Regions from separate parts of the Gossypium arboreum genome. Here region 2 is linked to region 1. The links are chromatin contacts, called in public Hi-C maps. All regions are on one chromosome and are shown on one strand. Each heading gives the region's core, a stretch centred on a gene start, on an enhancer-like site or on the middle of the called end of the contact. The rest is flanking DNA. Distances are from core to core; before and after follow the strand shown. Region 1 holds the start of LOC108474879 (kinesin-like protein KIN-7N). Region 2 holds the start of LOC108474554 (growth-regulating factor 1-like).

The links. Hi-C and Micro-C count contacts between places; a contact is called where the count stands out from the background.
Region 2: a contact with region 1 is called in a Hi-C map of leaf, with 2.8 times the contacts expected there. The contact joins the promoter of LOC108474554 here to the promoter of LOC108474879 in region 1. A contact is called at or near these places in 2 of 5 Hi-C or Micro-C datasets (both in leaf).

Annotation. Positions count from the first base shown.
Region 1 is chr3:117,269,365-117,277,324 of ASM2569848v2, reverse strand. LOC108474879 (kinesin-like protein KIN-7N) reads right to left here and starts at 4,690. Exons shown (of 17, transcript XM_017776915.2): 1 at 4,472-4,690; 2 at 4,301-4,390; 3 at 4,086-4,204; 4 at 3,877-3,990; 5 at 3,711-3,792; 6 at 3,558-3,625; 7 at 3,399-3,476; 8 at 3,153-3,295; 9 at 2,965-3,067; 10 at 2,765-2,845; 11 at 2,276-2,344; 12 at 2,146-2,205; 13 at 1,892-2,038; 14 at 954-1,226; 3 more. The coding sequence starts at 4,616. LOC108475171 reads left to right here and starts at 6,626. Exons shown (of 2, transcript XM_017777160.1): 1 at 6,626-6,903; 2 at 7,149-7,650. The coding sequence starts at 6,626. The coding sequence ends at 7,650.
Region 2 is chr3:117,482,564-117,490,523 of ASM2569848v2, reverse strand. LOC108474554 (growth-regulating factor 1-like) reads left to right here and starts at 3,190. Exons shown (of 4, transcript XM_053026219.1): 1 at 3,190-3,912; 2 at 4,564-4,773; 3 at 4,976-5,336; 4 at 5,437-6,535. The coding sequence starts at 3,525. The coding sequence ends at 6,172.

The DNA.
Region 1 (7,960 bases), core at 3,441-5,940:
CAGAAAATCAATGTCCTGAAGAACGAAACGAAATATCCTAAAATCATCACGAAAAATAAAACCAAAATGGATACATGGTATCTTGACCAGGCAGCTACCTCAAAGTTGCAGCTGCATGGAGTCTTGGTTTGTTTATCCTCAGAGCTTGCTGTTTCGGATAGAATCAAGGATGTAATTGTGCTTTTTAGCTTTTCGGAAAGCATTTTGTTGTATTCTTGTATTAGAGAGTCATTCCCAGATGACAATTTGTGACGATCCGTTGTGTTGGAGATACTAGTTTCCATAGTCGAGAAAAGGATTGACCCAATTTCACATATGCAACGGAGCAGTTTTGCAGTTGAAGATTTCCCATCAAATGTATACCTCTGTTTTGAAAGGATGGCAACAAGGAGGTTAATATTTTGATACAAATTAGAAATGAAAAGTTGAATTAGACTAACATAATGCATTTTGACCTGCATCTTTGACAAAACTTCCTCGTATGTATCTTTAAAACTTGTCACAGAATCACACAACCTTTGAGGCATTTCCCTAGCTAGTAATGCTTCTTGTTTAAGTTTAGATATATCACCCTTTAATCTATCCTTCACTTCTATATCTTCTGCAAGCTTTCTCTGTGAATGCAACAATTGAAACAGTGGAAGTATGAATTGTCCAGAAATTTAGTGATGAAAATGTCAAGTCCCTAAGGTGGTTAAACAAGTAGCAAATGTACTGACCTGGAGTTCGTTCTTCTCTTCAGTGACAAGTTCTAGCCGTCTCTTGAGATTTTGGAGTTCCGTTTTGTATTTCTTATTCAAATAATTCTGAAAAAGAAACCATTAATTAAATTTAACTTATGCAGCCCTTATTACGACCAATATCGATTTATGACAGAGAAAGGCATTACTAAAAACACATATGGGACGGATAGAAAGATGGAAGATAAAATGACTTTGAAATTATCAACTCACAGGAGTAACATCTTCTGGTGGAAAGGATTGAACTTTTCTTGCAGGTGTTGTTTGAAGTGAATCCAGGTCTGCTATGTAACCCTTGTTTATTTTGAACCAAGTGTCTTCATCAGCTACATCGCTAAAAGAATCTGGAAGAGGACTGAGGTCTGGCAACTGTGAATAATTTGATCTCTTGGCGACAAAGGCCTTGGGAGCTGCTCTAAAACAAGGTGTTTTAAAACCATCTCCCCTATTATTACATTCTTCTATTGGGCTTTCTTTCATGGATCCCTGCCCTCGCCAAAAAGCAAACTTATAAATTGTCCTCAGCATAGAAATAACAACAACAACAACTAAAAGAAGAATTGACCCTAAAATAATGAATAATTCTTTGATCGGTCAGCTTCAATTTTGATGTCAAACTTCATATTAGAGAATGGATTCCTAGAGACGAACTAAAAGATTATAAATACATTAATAATTAATCATATGACTAGCTCTGCACCGATTTAGAATTCATATCAGTTGGTCCAAATCTCCAGATGACAAAATAAAATGATACTTGCAACCGCAGTTCATTTACGGCCTATACTTCATGTGTAAGTTTGAGCCCAATAAAAGTTAGACATTGCTGTCAATAGAATATGGTAGAGGAAGTTATAAAGGGAACATGTAATGCAGGAATAGATGTACTTCATTAGCATAAGATTTGTGATTACGTGTATTACTGAAAGGGGTAGCCGAGAAAGCAGAATGAAAAACTTCAATTTTTAATGATAAATCAAGTGTTCTAAAAGATAGATAGATGGATTGTTTTCCAAGTAACATCGCTATAATATACACAAACTAGGTGATCTTCTGGCCTAGGAACCACGCAGCACAAACAGAATTTAGAAGCACACTGAAAAGAAATAGGAATTTCTTTACTCTTATTTTGCAGTCTGCACAAGTTATACCTGACTAGAGCTTCCATCACCATCAGAAACCAAACTACTTAGGTTTTCGATCATCATCAGCTGGTCTCTAATGTACCGATCACGCTCTTTATGTGATCTTCTTTCTTTTTCTAGTTCCATTTCAAGCTTTTCACGCTCTAATTCATACTGAAATTGGAATACAAGCAGATAAAAAATGTGTTAATGTATATGTTAATAATTGGTGCTAGAAGACTATAAATCTATAATCCTTTTGAAATAAACAAATAATGAACCTTAAGCATATCATTCCTCAGCTTTAATATCTCTTGCTCCAGCACCTCAGCATGAGATCCCTGAAAAAAGGTGACCAATTTTAGATTGCCTTTTTAAGTCTAATATTAGCTTATGTCACCTGATCCTCACCTGAAGCTTCCTGCGTAGCTCCTCTATCTCTAACTTTTGCCTTTTCAGTAGGGCTGCATCCGTCAAAACCTAGATACAAGTTAAACTATGATTAACTTCATTTCAAACTCAATGCCAAATCAATTAAAACAAAAATTCTAGATGAAAACTTGAACTCTTACTCTGTCATGTAACAACATAATAAATACTATAAATCCTATCAAATGTGTATGCGTGCGGAAATCACGTATAGGTATGTCTAAAACACAAATTTGGTGAGAGAACATTTTATGTTAAAAGTTAATTTTTTAAAGTTTACTCAAGAATTATTATTGGTGTGGTGGTAAAGAATTTGTTTATTTCCTAACTGAGTTGGTACCCGGTTAACCCGTGACACCAACTCAGCAAAGGGTTCTATTAATAATATAGATTTTATGATTTATATACAAGCTAGCGTTGGAAATCCATATATTCTGTGATAATGTGGTGCAATATAAGAAAATGACCAACCTCATTCACTTGAGCACAATTAGTAACTCGTTTAGCTCTGCTAGCAAAAAGAAGAGTTCCCTTCGTCTCCTCAATATGAATCTATAATAAAATTAAACCAGAATGCTCAGTTGAGAGTCATTTTCATCTCCCCTTCTCAGAAAGATAAGAAAACCAAAAACAAGCCATTGAATAACCACATACAGTCAAAGTAAGCGCACCTCTTCAGGAGCCACAGTACATATAATTGAAGTTTTCGCATTCCCTCCTAGAGCAGGCTGGAGTATGCGGGTTAATTTACTATCACGATAAGGAATATGTGCCCTTTACATGTCAATAATTCATATAATTAGAACATAGTTATTCTATACAAATAAGTTACTTCTCGCAGGATAAGCAAAACAAGTACCTTTGTTTTGCACTATCACTAAGTTTGTTAATTACATTACCAAGAACCATTAAGCTCTTGTTAATATACTTTCCTTCCTTCAAACGTACTCCACCAGTTCCAGTCTTAGCAATCCGCTCAGAACCAGCCAAATCAACCAAATTCTGCTTTCAAATAAAGGAATTAAAATAACATTCATAAAACTAATGGGACAAGGTATAAACTAGATAAAAGGGGGGAAAGTCTATAGTAATATAAGGTACATACCAAAACTGAGACGCGTATGGCATCACTGCTTGAATAATCACCAAAAGAGCCTGTATCCTTTCCCTTGCTTTCTATCACCTAGTAATGTAACATAAATACAACGAATATTAAGAGTAAAATAGTAATGTTTATGTTCAACAATATGTTAAAAGAACATACCACTCTGAATATTGTATGAGACCTACTACTTCGTGCATTCATATTTGTCTCACCAAAATGCCTATTAACTGTAAGGAAAATGATTTAAACAAATTATTAAAAAGAAACAACTACCCAGTTAAACCAATGGCAAAAAAAAGAAGTTTAAAGGACCTTCTCCAGACTCCAGGAGCTTCATCACTTGTTCAGCATTGTTCACAATTTCCTCCCTAAGACCCGCAACGAAAATCCCACGCTAAAACAAACAAGAAAAAATCTGTTAGTTTTGAGCATTATGGTACACATTTGATACGGCATCAAAGTTTAATCAATGGCTGACCTCTAAATTCTCATGAATCTGCAATTTCTGATTCTCTACAGCGAAAAGGTCGTTAATTTCTTCATTGTAAATTTCCATGTAGGAAACTCGGATGAGAAACTCTCGATCAGAGATCTGGGAATTCAATTCAACAACAAGAAAATCAAAGCCAAAGCTTCTAAAATATGTCGTTAACTGCTTCGGGAAAGAACCAAATTTCGTTAAATTACAATATTTATTTTCTGAAATATATCGTTAACTGCTCGATGAATAATTCCGGGATCGTTAGATGAACCGTTCATAGTGAAGGTCTTGCCGCTGCTTGTTTGCCCGTATGCAAAAGAAGTTCCTAAAACATAAATAAAATTGTAAATCATATACAAATTAATCAATTTTTATACCAGATCATCAAAATTAGGGCTAAAAAAGGGGATAAAATTTAAACCGTTAAAGCCGTCCACAGCAGCATGAATAATATCCTTAGTAAGAAGCTCGTAAATATCTGAATTCGAGCAATTCTCATCGAAGACATGATCTAGAAACACAAAAAAAAAAAATTCAAGGAATGAGAATTGGAATTGGAAAGGTAAAAAGGATTTGGGAAATGAAAATTTACCGAAAGCGTAAGAAACGCAGGAAATTGGGCTGCCGTGGAGCTTGTGAAGAGAGATTTGATTATCATCGACTCTCCAGAAAGTTGAAGAAGAATTTTCATGGCAAATTGGAGGTCTTACTCTCACTGCTACGCAGATCTTCTCCATTTTCTTTTTAAACGTTGAGTTGCAGAGCGAGAGCTAAGGCGGGATCTTTATGCATTGTGAAAACGGGGGAATTTGTATTTGAATGTTTTGGATTGACGGAAATGCCCATAAAATGGAGGATTGGATGGGTATTCGGACCCTAAAGAACATGTCTACTGGCCCAGTTTCTTTGGGTAAGAGAATAGCCCACATGCCTCAGTTGGATGATTGTATCAACATTACGAGAAGCCCATGTAATTTCCAAGGGCCAGCTTAGATCCTTTCCACTTTTGTAGTTCTTAATTGTATAGAATTCAAACAATGGTATACAACATAATTGTAGTAGAAAGTTCCACCGATAAAAGACTGCAATTATATTGTTTTATGTATATATTCAGAAAAAGTTAAAAAATTTACTTTAGCAAAATTAAATATTTATCTTTTGAGAGGCAAGTATAAGAAGAATAATAAAAATGGATAATGATAAATTCTCTCGATACTTCTACTTTCAAAAACAAAGTTAACTCTAACTAGAGTTGACACGTGGATAAATTTTATATTGCCACATGGATTTTTTTTTTTTTTTGGAAAAATGGTTAATCAATGAAGTCTAAGGACTTGAAAAAAATTATATCAAAGAATTTATGAAAAATGCCAAAATTAGCATATCTATTTTTAACCAAAAAAAAACCAGATGAAAAATATTTTATTAAAGAAATTAAATTAAATTAACGATGAAAAAAAAATCAGACAATTTACAAGAAAAAGCCATTTTTTTTAATATTTATGGAAATGGGCCAACTTTTTTATTATTTACTGGAAAGCACCGAATTCCTCGAAAGTGCGTCCACGTCAGCACGATGTCAGGTGACATGTTAGAAAAGCGCGTCTCTGGGGGAGAGTTTTGCCCCTTTTTTTAAGGTTAGGATTTTTTTTGCATTTAGGGTTAGGATTTAAGGTTATTGTTTTAGTGTTTAGGGTTTAGAGTTTAAGGTTTAGAATTTAAGATTTAGAAATTTTTAAAAAATTAAAAATTAGGGTTTTGGGTTTTGGGTTGCTTAATTACATTAATTATTAGTTTAAAAATAAATTAGATTAAGGTTTAGGGTTAATTAATTAAATTATGGATTAGTTTTTTAAAATAATTTTGTGTTTAGGGTTATGGAAAAAATATATTAGCAATAAAAAAAATTTCTACAGTAATTTTTGAAAAAATAAATTAGAGAAGACGTATCTGAAAAAATAAATTAGAGAAGACGTATCTAAAAAAATAATTTTGCGAAGTTGTTTCTGAACAAAAAGTGTTAAAAATGCTTCAAGCAGGATGCACTGTCAGCAAAAGTACTTAAAAAAGCTCCCACGTGGACGCTTGTTTTCTACAGTAATTTCTGAAAAAATATTTTTGAGAAGATGATTCTGAACAAATAGTGTCAAAAATGCTTCAAGAAGGATGCACTGTTAGCAAAAGTACTGAAAAAAGATCCCACGTGGACGCTTTTTTTCTACAGTAGTTTTTGAAAAAATAATTTTGAGAAGATGTTTCTGAACAAATAGTGTCAAAAACGCTTCAAGCAGGATGCACTATCAGCAAAAGTACTAAAAAAAGCTCCCACGTGGACGTTCTTTTTCTACAGTAGTTTCTGATAAAATAATTTTGAGAAGATGTTTCTGAACAAATAGTGTCAAAAACGCTTCAAGCAGGATGCACTGTCAGCAAAAGTACTGAAAAAAGCTCCCACATGGACGCTCTTTTTCTACAGTAGTTCCTATTTGGCCTGAGGTTATAAATAAGCCAAATTTTATTCTCAGGTTGCATAAGTTACAGCAAGAAAAATTAGAGACGTTAAGCAAAATAGAAATTGAAGATGAGTGAACGTATTAGTGTTGTTATTTACTATGATGGAGAGGTTCGTCACACCGAGAATGGCTTTTTTTTATCAGAGAATAAAATGTGACTGGTTTTTAACCAGGACATAGATTTGACAAAATTTCGTAAAAGAATTAGGTGTAAAATTTTTGGAATGACGCCAATGAAAGTTTTGTCTATTAGGTATCGATTTTGTGCTTCTGTTGATCCTGTGACATATGACTTGTTCGACATCAAAAGTGCTCGTAGCTTGGAGGCAATGCTGCAGACTCATCTTGCTAGTGGATCACCCTATATTAAGTTATATATACAATTTTCATCGCCAAATGATGCATTTGCGACTTCAACATCTATTGCTGTTCGAGAGGAATACACGACCCTTGCTCGAAACTCTGTTAGTGAGTTGCAAAACACGGAAGCGCCCGTGTTTAGTAGCAATATGTAATACACAACCCCTACACGACACTCCGTCAGTGGATGGGACATGCACCTCGGTGGGTCAATGTTTGATACTGGAAATACGTACTGGGGAATGACATCAACTTCTAATGGTTGGCAATCTACATCTAATTGGGACGTTATGAAATGCCCAGAAAAAAGGGATGACATATTCCCTACGAGATCCACCGGCGAGGGGACCTCGTACGTTGCAGATGATGGTGGGTTAGATAATGAGTCTGATGTAGATCCACCTCGAGAGCCAGCCCTGATGGTGCAGAAGTTACATTATTTTCTGAACCGGAGCCTATTCTAACCAAACCTGAAGATGTTGAAGAAGGTTCAGATGAAGAAAAAGATCCACGATTCAAGGCATACTCGTCTCCAACCCACATGGATAATGTCGATCTATCTGCAGATGATGTATTAGAGTTTCCAGATCTACCACATAGAACATGTAATCATACAAGTTCGTTATTAGATTCGGGTGAATTGGAAGTTGGTAATGAGTTTTCTAATAATGATAGTTTTCTTGGTGTATTGAAACAACATAGCATCATGAACGGGGTTAACTACCACGTAGTTAAATCTAAATCTGATAAGTTTGAAGCAAAGTGTGCAGTGCAAGACGATACATGTTCATGGAAAATCTACGCCTCGTTGAAGAAAAGGATAGGGTTGTGGAAGATAAAAACGTACAAAGGTCCATATACATGTGTTGGAGGTACAATATTTAGGGTTTTTGAATAATATTGTTATTATGTAATGTTGCATTATTTGACGTACTTCGTTGACAGGTGTTTTACAAGATCATCCCAAGATGGATTCAGATATGTTAGCTAGCTTAATACTACCGATGGTGAAGGTAGATCCCAGAACTTCAGTGCCGGTCTTAATTACCAATATTCATAGCCAAATAAGGTACACGCCCTCTTACCACAAGCCTTAGATAGCTAAGCAGAAGGCGTTGGAAAAGATGCATAGTGGGTAGGATGCTTCATATAATGAAATGTGGCAGTGGTGCCAAGTGCTAAAGAGATACGTCCCAAGTTGCATAACA
Region 2 (7,960 bases), core at 1,941-4,440, 210 kb before region 1:
ATCAGGACCCGAAGGACTAGTGGGTCAGTAGGTTGATAATAGTTAGTATCATAACAATTGTTGCACCAAATTGTTGAGTGTTTCTCTGTGTGTCTCTTCAAATGGGTTAACTCTGTATATTCATATAATATGAACATTGTTCATAGATGTGACATTTTAGGTAGGTTTTCATGCATGATGACACGTACCTTACCTTAGTGTTAATACGTGTATACTTAAAGTGGGTTCACACCATGTGAAGTAGTAGTGGAGCTAAAGGGGGCAAGCAGGAGCCCCAGCCTCCTTTAAAATAGAAAATTTTCTATTTAAGCCATTTATAATTTATAAAATTTTAAATTAGTAATGGTAAAAATACACTTTGGCCCCCCAAATAATAAAAATTTAATTTAATTATTTAAAAATTATAAAGATATAGTCTATTAAAATGGTAAAATTGTATTTTTACGATTGTAAAAATATATAATTTAATTCCGGGCTCCCCAGATTTTTTTCTTTGCCTCCATCACTGAAGGCAAACCCATATTACGCATCCTCATTTAGTGCTCGTCCATGTGCAAGCACTATGCATATGCGAACCCATACAAAATACGAGTCAAGACTCGACAGACTAATGAGTTAATGAATTAATAATAGTTAGTATCATTACAAAACTTATTTAAAAATTTCTTTTATAATAAAATATCAAGAAAAAGAAGAGATGGGGGAATTGCACATTTCACAAAAGCTGCTAACAATATCCCGAGCAAATTTTAAACCATGAAACGTTATATATATTCAAAGAAAAAATTATAGGAATTTGGTACGAAAAGTTTAATGTTGAGAAAATTATCGATGATTAGATATTTTTAAGGCCATAAAAACTTATTTTTTTAAAAAAAAAATCATAATTTCGAGTATGTTTTTCAACCAGATCTACTATAATTACATTTGCAACTACATCTACTTATGAAGTATGAATAAAATTGAATGAAGCAGCAAAAGTTTGTCTCAATAATTATTGAAGACAATGAATTTGAAGTTGTCCTAGGAAGAATAAGACTTAGGAAGATGCCTTGATGAATGTTATTTAGTATTGAGTTTATGAAAAGAGTAAATTATTTATTTGATAAGAAAGATTTGTATGAAATTATAATTTTATATTATTTTTATTTCTTTTTAATAAGAGTAAATTATTTATTTATAAGCTTATATTTGAAAACATGCTGTTTTATCAATTTATAATGTTATTGAAATAATACATTTTAATACATTAATTTTATTTTTATCTTATTTTAAATATAATAATTTTTAAAAGAATAACTTATTTATACTTAAATCAACATATAGATATTAATTTTTTAATTCAAATTCAAAAGACAAATTATTTGAATAGATTGATTTAGTATTTGAATATGTTAAATATGTGAAATGATTAAGTAATTTTTTTTGAAATATTTAGAAGATAATAGAAATTTAAATTTAAAAAAAAGAATTCAAATAATTACCATCTAAAAATAGAAAATCTATGGATTGGTGTTTGATTTCAAGCATTTCCATGAGAGAGATTGTTATAAAATTAAAGAGGGCCTTGGAAAGAGTAGATTTTCCTTTTTGGTGTCTGTCACGTGGCAATGCATCCTTGTCACATGACTTCATGGAGCTCACCACTTCTCTTGGTCTTCTTTTAAGCTTAACTTTGAGATAAGAATAAAAATATATTATTAATAAAAAGAAACCGTTAGCTAGCAGACTTTTCAAGGCAAGGCAACAAATTAAGTTTTGTTTTGTTGCAAGACAAGAATATTTAAAAATACTAATAGGTCGGTACATCTCCTTTCATTGTTAATAATATTATTACAATTGAATTAAGATTCAATTGATATAATAATAATATTAAAATAATATAAATAGTGTTTAAATTTAAATTATGAAAATAGTCACATTAAATATAAATAATTAATTAATAGATAATATTATAATAATATCTATACTATTTATTAAATATTTTACTGAGTTTGTGTCACTTCTAATCAAGTCATTAATTCAATTAGAAAATTACATAAATGTCTTTTCATAATCAAAATAGGTTATACTATTTGAAGGCATTTTGTGTTTTCATTTCATTTTAACAAAAACTAATTAAAATATTATTTAAACCTTCGACAATTGAATTAATAAATCTTAAATTTACTATTCAATCAAAGCTTCATTTTAATGTATATATTATATGTATATATATATATTTAACATAATCTCCATTAGTTGTATATATCGATAATATTGTTAATTTAGTTGGTGTCACAAGTCAACTTGATATTAACTCATAATTGTTGACAAAATCATTATAAATAATTGTAGTGCAACTAGTATTATTTATTTGATATATTTATGTGTTTAAATTTTATTTTACTTACAATTTAATCTTTTTTATTTTAACCTTGTACATTTTTCATATATTATTACAATTAATTAATTTCAAACCATACATTTCTTTATTCATTGTATGTTATTTTAGATACACAATTGTTTTAAATATGTGATTTTCGGATAGGATTTCTAATTTTCTTAGAAGAATAGAATTAAAATAATGTCGAACAATAATTATTAAACTTATATTTATAACAAATTACTATAATACTCATAAGAATAAAATATTAAAAATAATATAATTAAATATACAAAGAATAAAAATGCAAATAAATAAAACATATTTAAATAATTGATAAAAGAAACAAAATCGTAATTAAATATTTAGAAGTTTATAGTCAAATATATTATACATAATTAATATGGTATTTAAATGCATAAATTATGTTTTCCCTTTTCTTTTATCAAGATAGATAAAAGGAAAGAATTGTTTAAGTTTGAAATTGATTCCTAATATATAATATATTGAAATATTCAATAAATTAGTAATATTCAACCTAATTTTATATTATTATTTTTGGTAACCCCAAATTTTTATTTCCATTCTACATATAAAACTCAAAACCCAAAAAGATTTCTTAAAAGGTGAACCGAGAAAAGTTAAAAAGTGCTGAAGTTTGCACGTTAAAGACAAATAAATCCTCCATGTATCTGACAAAGAACATTTTGTTTAGAGTAAATTATCCAACTCTCGAAGGAGTTTTCTGTAATTCTAATACTCCCAACAGAAGAAAATTATTATGTGAAAGGGCTTTCTTAACGTGTTAGAGTGATCTATGTTGTATCAACTCAAGTCTTAAATATTGGATAAAACTTTTCGTTACTTAAACAATGGCAGCAGCAGCTCCTATATATTCCTAATCTCTATATACTATATATCCATTTTTGTATGTATATATACAGAGAGTGTGGTATTTAAGACAAGCTCTCACTGTTTCTATTTATTTATTTTTCTCTCTAAACATCAAATCTTTTGAAAAAGACTAGTCTGGTTTGATTCTTGAGACGAAGCTTAAACCATGAAGCTTTTGTTTTTAGTTCTTGCAATAACCCAATGGTTCATTTCTCGAGTCTAGTGCTTTTGTAAGTAGGGGGGTTTGGGGGGGGGGGGTTTCTATATGGATTTTGGGGTGGTGGGTTTGGAGGGTATTGTGGGTTCAGAGACTAGTACTGGTTTTACTTTGGTTGCTTCAGAATCTGAGACAAAGCAGAAGTTGTATGGATCTGCGTTTCTCAAGCAAAAGAGATCTGGCAGTAATGAAGATGACTGGAGGAGTTCAAAGCTGGCCAAATTTGATGATATTTCAGCCTCCAAGGCAGTGCTGTCCCAACACAGAAATACTTTATTTCGATCTAATACCTCTATCTTCTTTGATGGACAACAACAGCAGCAAATGCTGAGCTTTTCTGCTCCCAAATTAGAAGCTCTTTCAATGGGGAGGAGTTCCCAAAATGTCATATTCCCTTACTTTCATCTCACATCACCAGCATGTACTAGAAATACAGGTATATATATATATTGGGGGGGATTGTTAATGATCTATTCAACAACATTTGTGGAAATGAAATACAGCATGCTTGTGAGTTGCAACCAAGGATCAGACATGTTTTGTTTTTGGTTTTCTGATTTGAGTTTCTGGTGAAGGTTCTTTTCATGGAAATCTAAGAGTGGTGTTGTGTTTTAGAGTCTTGTCAATCATCTTCCTGATTTAGGGGTGAAAAATATTTTTGGTAATAATCCAAACAATGAGCAAGGGAAGGAAAGAAGAACATTTGTGCAAGAAGGAAAGAATAATAGTGGAGAGTGAGAGAATCAAATGGTCCATCTTTTGATTGTTTTGGGGTTATTCTTATGTTTCCTTTTTGTTATCTTTACCTTTTCCCCCATCTTCCTTTTATGTAATGTTTGCTTGTTGTTTCAAAGGCCACAAATCCATCACTCAAATGTTGCAGACAAGTTTATGATTTCTGGATTAACTTGCCTTCACCACTTTCTAAACAGTCCCTTTTTCCCTTTTTTCTCTTAAGAGGAAAATCTAAAAACTTTTTCATTTCCACTATGCTGCTTTGATAGCCTTGAAAGTTTTTGGCTTTTCTGTCTTCATATGTTTTCTTTTTGTTCCGTCTTTTTTTGATGGTGCAGTCTTTTTGTTTCAGGCTACAATACTGGAGGATTTAATGGTGCAAATATGAATGGTGGACCATTCACTTCATCTCAATGGATGGAGCTAGAACATCAGGCTTTGATCTATAAATACATGACTGCAAATGTGCCAATACCATCAACTCTTCTCATTCCTATAAGAAAAGCCCTTGATTCTGCTGGTTTCTCTAGCTTTTCTGGTGGACTCCTCAGACCCAATACATGTAAGTTCCTGTCTCTTGGAGAAGTAAGAAAATCAAAACTTTTTCCTTTGTTTTTTAACTGTTCATGTAATTTGTATCCAAACGCAGATTTAACTAAGTACATTTTCTTCTGTTTGTTAGTTGTAGTGCATTTTTTTTTTGTTTGTTAATCTGTTTTGTTCACAAGGGTGTTCCATTTATTTGTTCTTGGGGTGTTTTCCAGCAGTGGGATGGGGAGCTTTCCATCTTGGGTTCTCAAACAACACTGATCCGGAGCCAGGACGGTGTCGTAGAACAGATGGAAAGAAATGGCGGTGCTCAAGAGATGCGGTTGCCGACCAGAAGTATTGTGAGCGGCATATGAACAGGGGCCGCCATCGTTCAAGAAAGCCTGTGGAAGGTCAATCCGGACGTTCCACCGCATCCACCACCACTACTACCACCAAGCTGATGCATTCTGTCTCGTTCTCTTCAGCATCAGTGGTAGGGCCAAACGGTGGAAACGGTGAGTCCAACAGCCTCACCATTGCACAGCAGCAGACTGCTGGTGAATCAAATCTTTCGCACTCTGGTCCACTAAACAGGTGATACGATAATCCTCCCAGCATACTTGTAATTAACATATATCGGTATTTGACGAACTAGCCATTGATGGATTCAAAATCTATTGGTTACTTTCTGCAGGTGGCTTCTGAATAAAGAAAGCATTGGTGAAAGAATGCATGATACTGCTCCTGGGAATGAGTTTGGAGTTGTTTCTTCTGAGTCACTCCTTAACCCTTCCCACAAAAGCTATTCCCTCATTAAGTGCATTAATTTTGGCTGTTCTCAAGATCTTGATAGTCAAGAAACCGAATCACATCGATCAGTTCGCCAGTTCTTTGATGGCTGGCCTAAAACCCAGTCCGACTGCTCTTCCATTTTCTTGCCTGAAGCTGATGTTCAATCAGACCGGACTCAGCTTTCCATTTCAATGCCGATGGCGCTCTCGGATTTCATGTCCTCTACTTCGTCACCCAACAATGAAGATGTAACTCATTCACCTCTGCAATTATCGCGAGAACTTGACCCTATACAGATGGGATTGGGAGTAGGCAGTGTTGGTAATGAAACAAACTGGAGGCAAGCGAATTGGATCCCCATCTCTAGGGAGACTTCCATGGGCGGTCCTCTGGGTGAGGTATTGCACAGCAATAACAGCAGCAGCGCAGAGTGCAAGAACTCATCGGCACTTAACATTATGACAGAGAAGTGTGATCATAGCCCTCGGCTCGGATTGTCTCCTACAGGGGTCTTACAAAAGACCATGTTTGGTTGGCATTCGAATAGCAGTGCTGGAAGCAGTCCAAGAGCAGAGAATAACAAGAATGATCTCCTTGGTTCAACCATAGTTCATTCTTCCTCTTTGCCAGCTTTGTAACCACTTCATCCACCGAGGCAAGTCCTGAAGAAGAAGAGAAGCATGAATTTTATGTACGTTCCGACAAGCATGAAGAATTAGTTATGAAAGCTTAATTATGATGTTAAACCCTAAAATACCTTCTATTTTTTTATCCAGGGTTTGTGCCGCTATTATATCAAATATATCCAAGTAATTGGGCGATGGTAGTTGTTTAAAGTTGAACAAAAAATTTGATTTGGTTTTATTGTTGAGCATGGCCGTTGTTAAGTCACTGCTGTGGACAAAGGTTATAATTTCAATATATAGTGAACATGGGAGTTTGAGTTGAATATATATAGCCATGGTAATAATAATAATCAAATCTTGTTCGGGAGGGTGAAATTTAATTCCACTTAACAATTTTACATGTGTTCTTTTTTATTAAATATTTTACTGGCAATCGAAGTAATTTCCTTTTATTTATATACTTCCAAGTTTTTGATATATTTGAGAATTTTTACACTCTCCATACATCGGAGTTCGTCCTTATTGGAGTTTGTTTTGTAAAATGCCACATAAGTGTTTTAGCTTAAATGTTAGAAAAATATTTATAAAATAATAAAAGTTATTTAAATTTTTAATTGAAAATTGCAATTAATACTCAATTGAATCTTTAGAATATCGTTTTTGGTCCAAATCCTATCGAGTCGTTTATTGCTGAGGCAGAAAATGCTAAATTGAATAGTTTAATTGATATTTTTAATTATTTTATGAGGATTAAATGATTTTTATTATAAAATTTTAAAAAGAAATTTTAAAAGTATTTTTAAAAGTACTTAAATATATATATATATATATATATATATATTTGTTATTTTGAAGGATTGGAGACTTCGTTTTCGGTAATAAAAAATGAAGAACTTAAAAGTGTGATGGTGACCAGGTTAGTATCAGGTTTCAAGTGAGGGTTTTGAGTGACAATGAATTTAGTGTTTGATTATTTTGGTTGCAGAGAGGTAATGTAAAGGATGCTGATAAGAATGAACTAAAAAGACAATATAAGGAATTGTCATAAAATAAAAAGCTTTACTAATTTTTATCAAAAGTATGTAAAATTTATTATATTGTAATAATTTAAAAAATGATAGAATTAATTATATAAATATTTTAAAATTATTAAATATTATAAAATTTAAAACAAGACTTTATAAAATTTTATCATTTTAATAATTTGATATAATTTTTATAACTTCTTTTGGTGATAAACAAAGAGAAAGTTACATCAAATTAAATTGAGCGAAAACATCGCTAGCTTTCTCTTATTAAAGGAACCCCAAAACTTCATTAGGTGTGACATCAATAACATGTAGGCTTGACCTCAATGCTAAACTCAATTTAGCTAAATAGTCAGCAACTAGATTACATTCGCTGGGAACATATCTTATCCGCCATTGACATTTAGCTCTTATAATCCATTGGACTCTCCTAAACATTGTGATTCCTAAGTCCGCCATCGCATTGTCTTGTAAAACTCTGACAACCTCCAGATTATCTATTTGAGTTATGGCCCTTCTGATACCTTACTAAGTAGAACAAGAAAACCATTTAAAATGCCACATAATTCAGCCTCAAAAACTGTACATCTTCCCAAGTAATGATAAAACCTCAAGATTCAATTCCCATACTGATCACGCAACACACCACCAGTCAAAACATTCCCATAATCTCTTGCCATTGCACCATCAATGAATAAATGCATCCACGTTCCTTCTAAGGTTGCATGAGAACCAGAAAAATGGCTAGTGCATTGATCCCCATAAAGGCTTA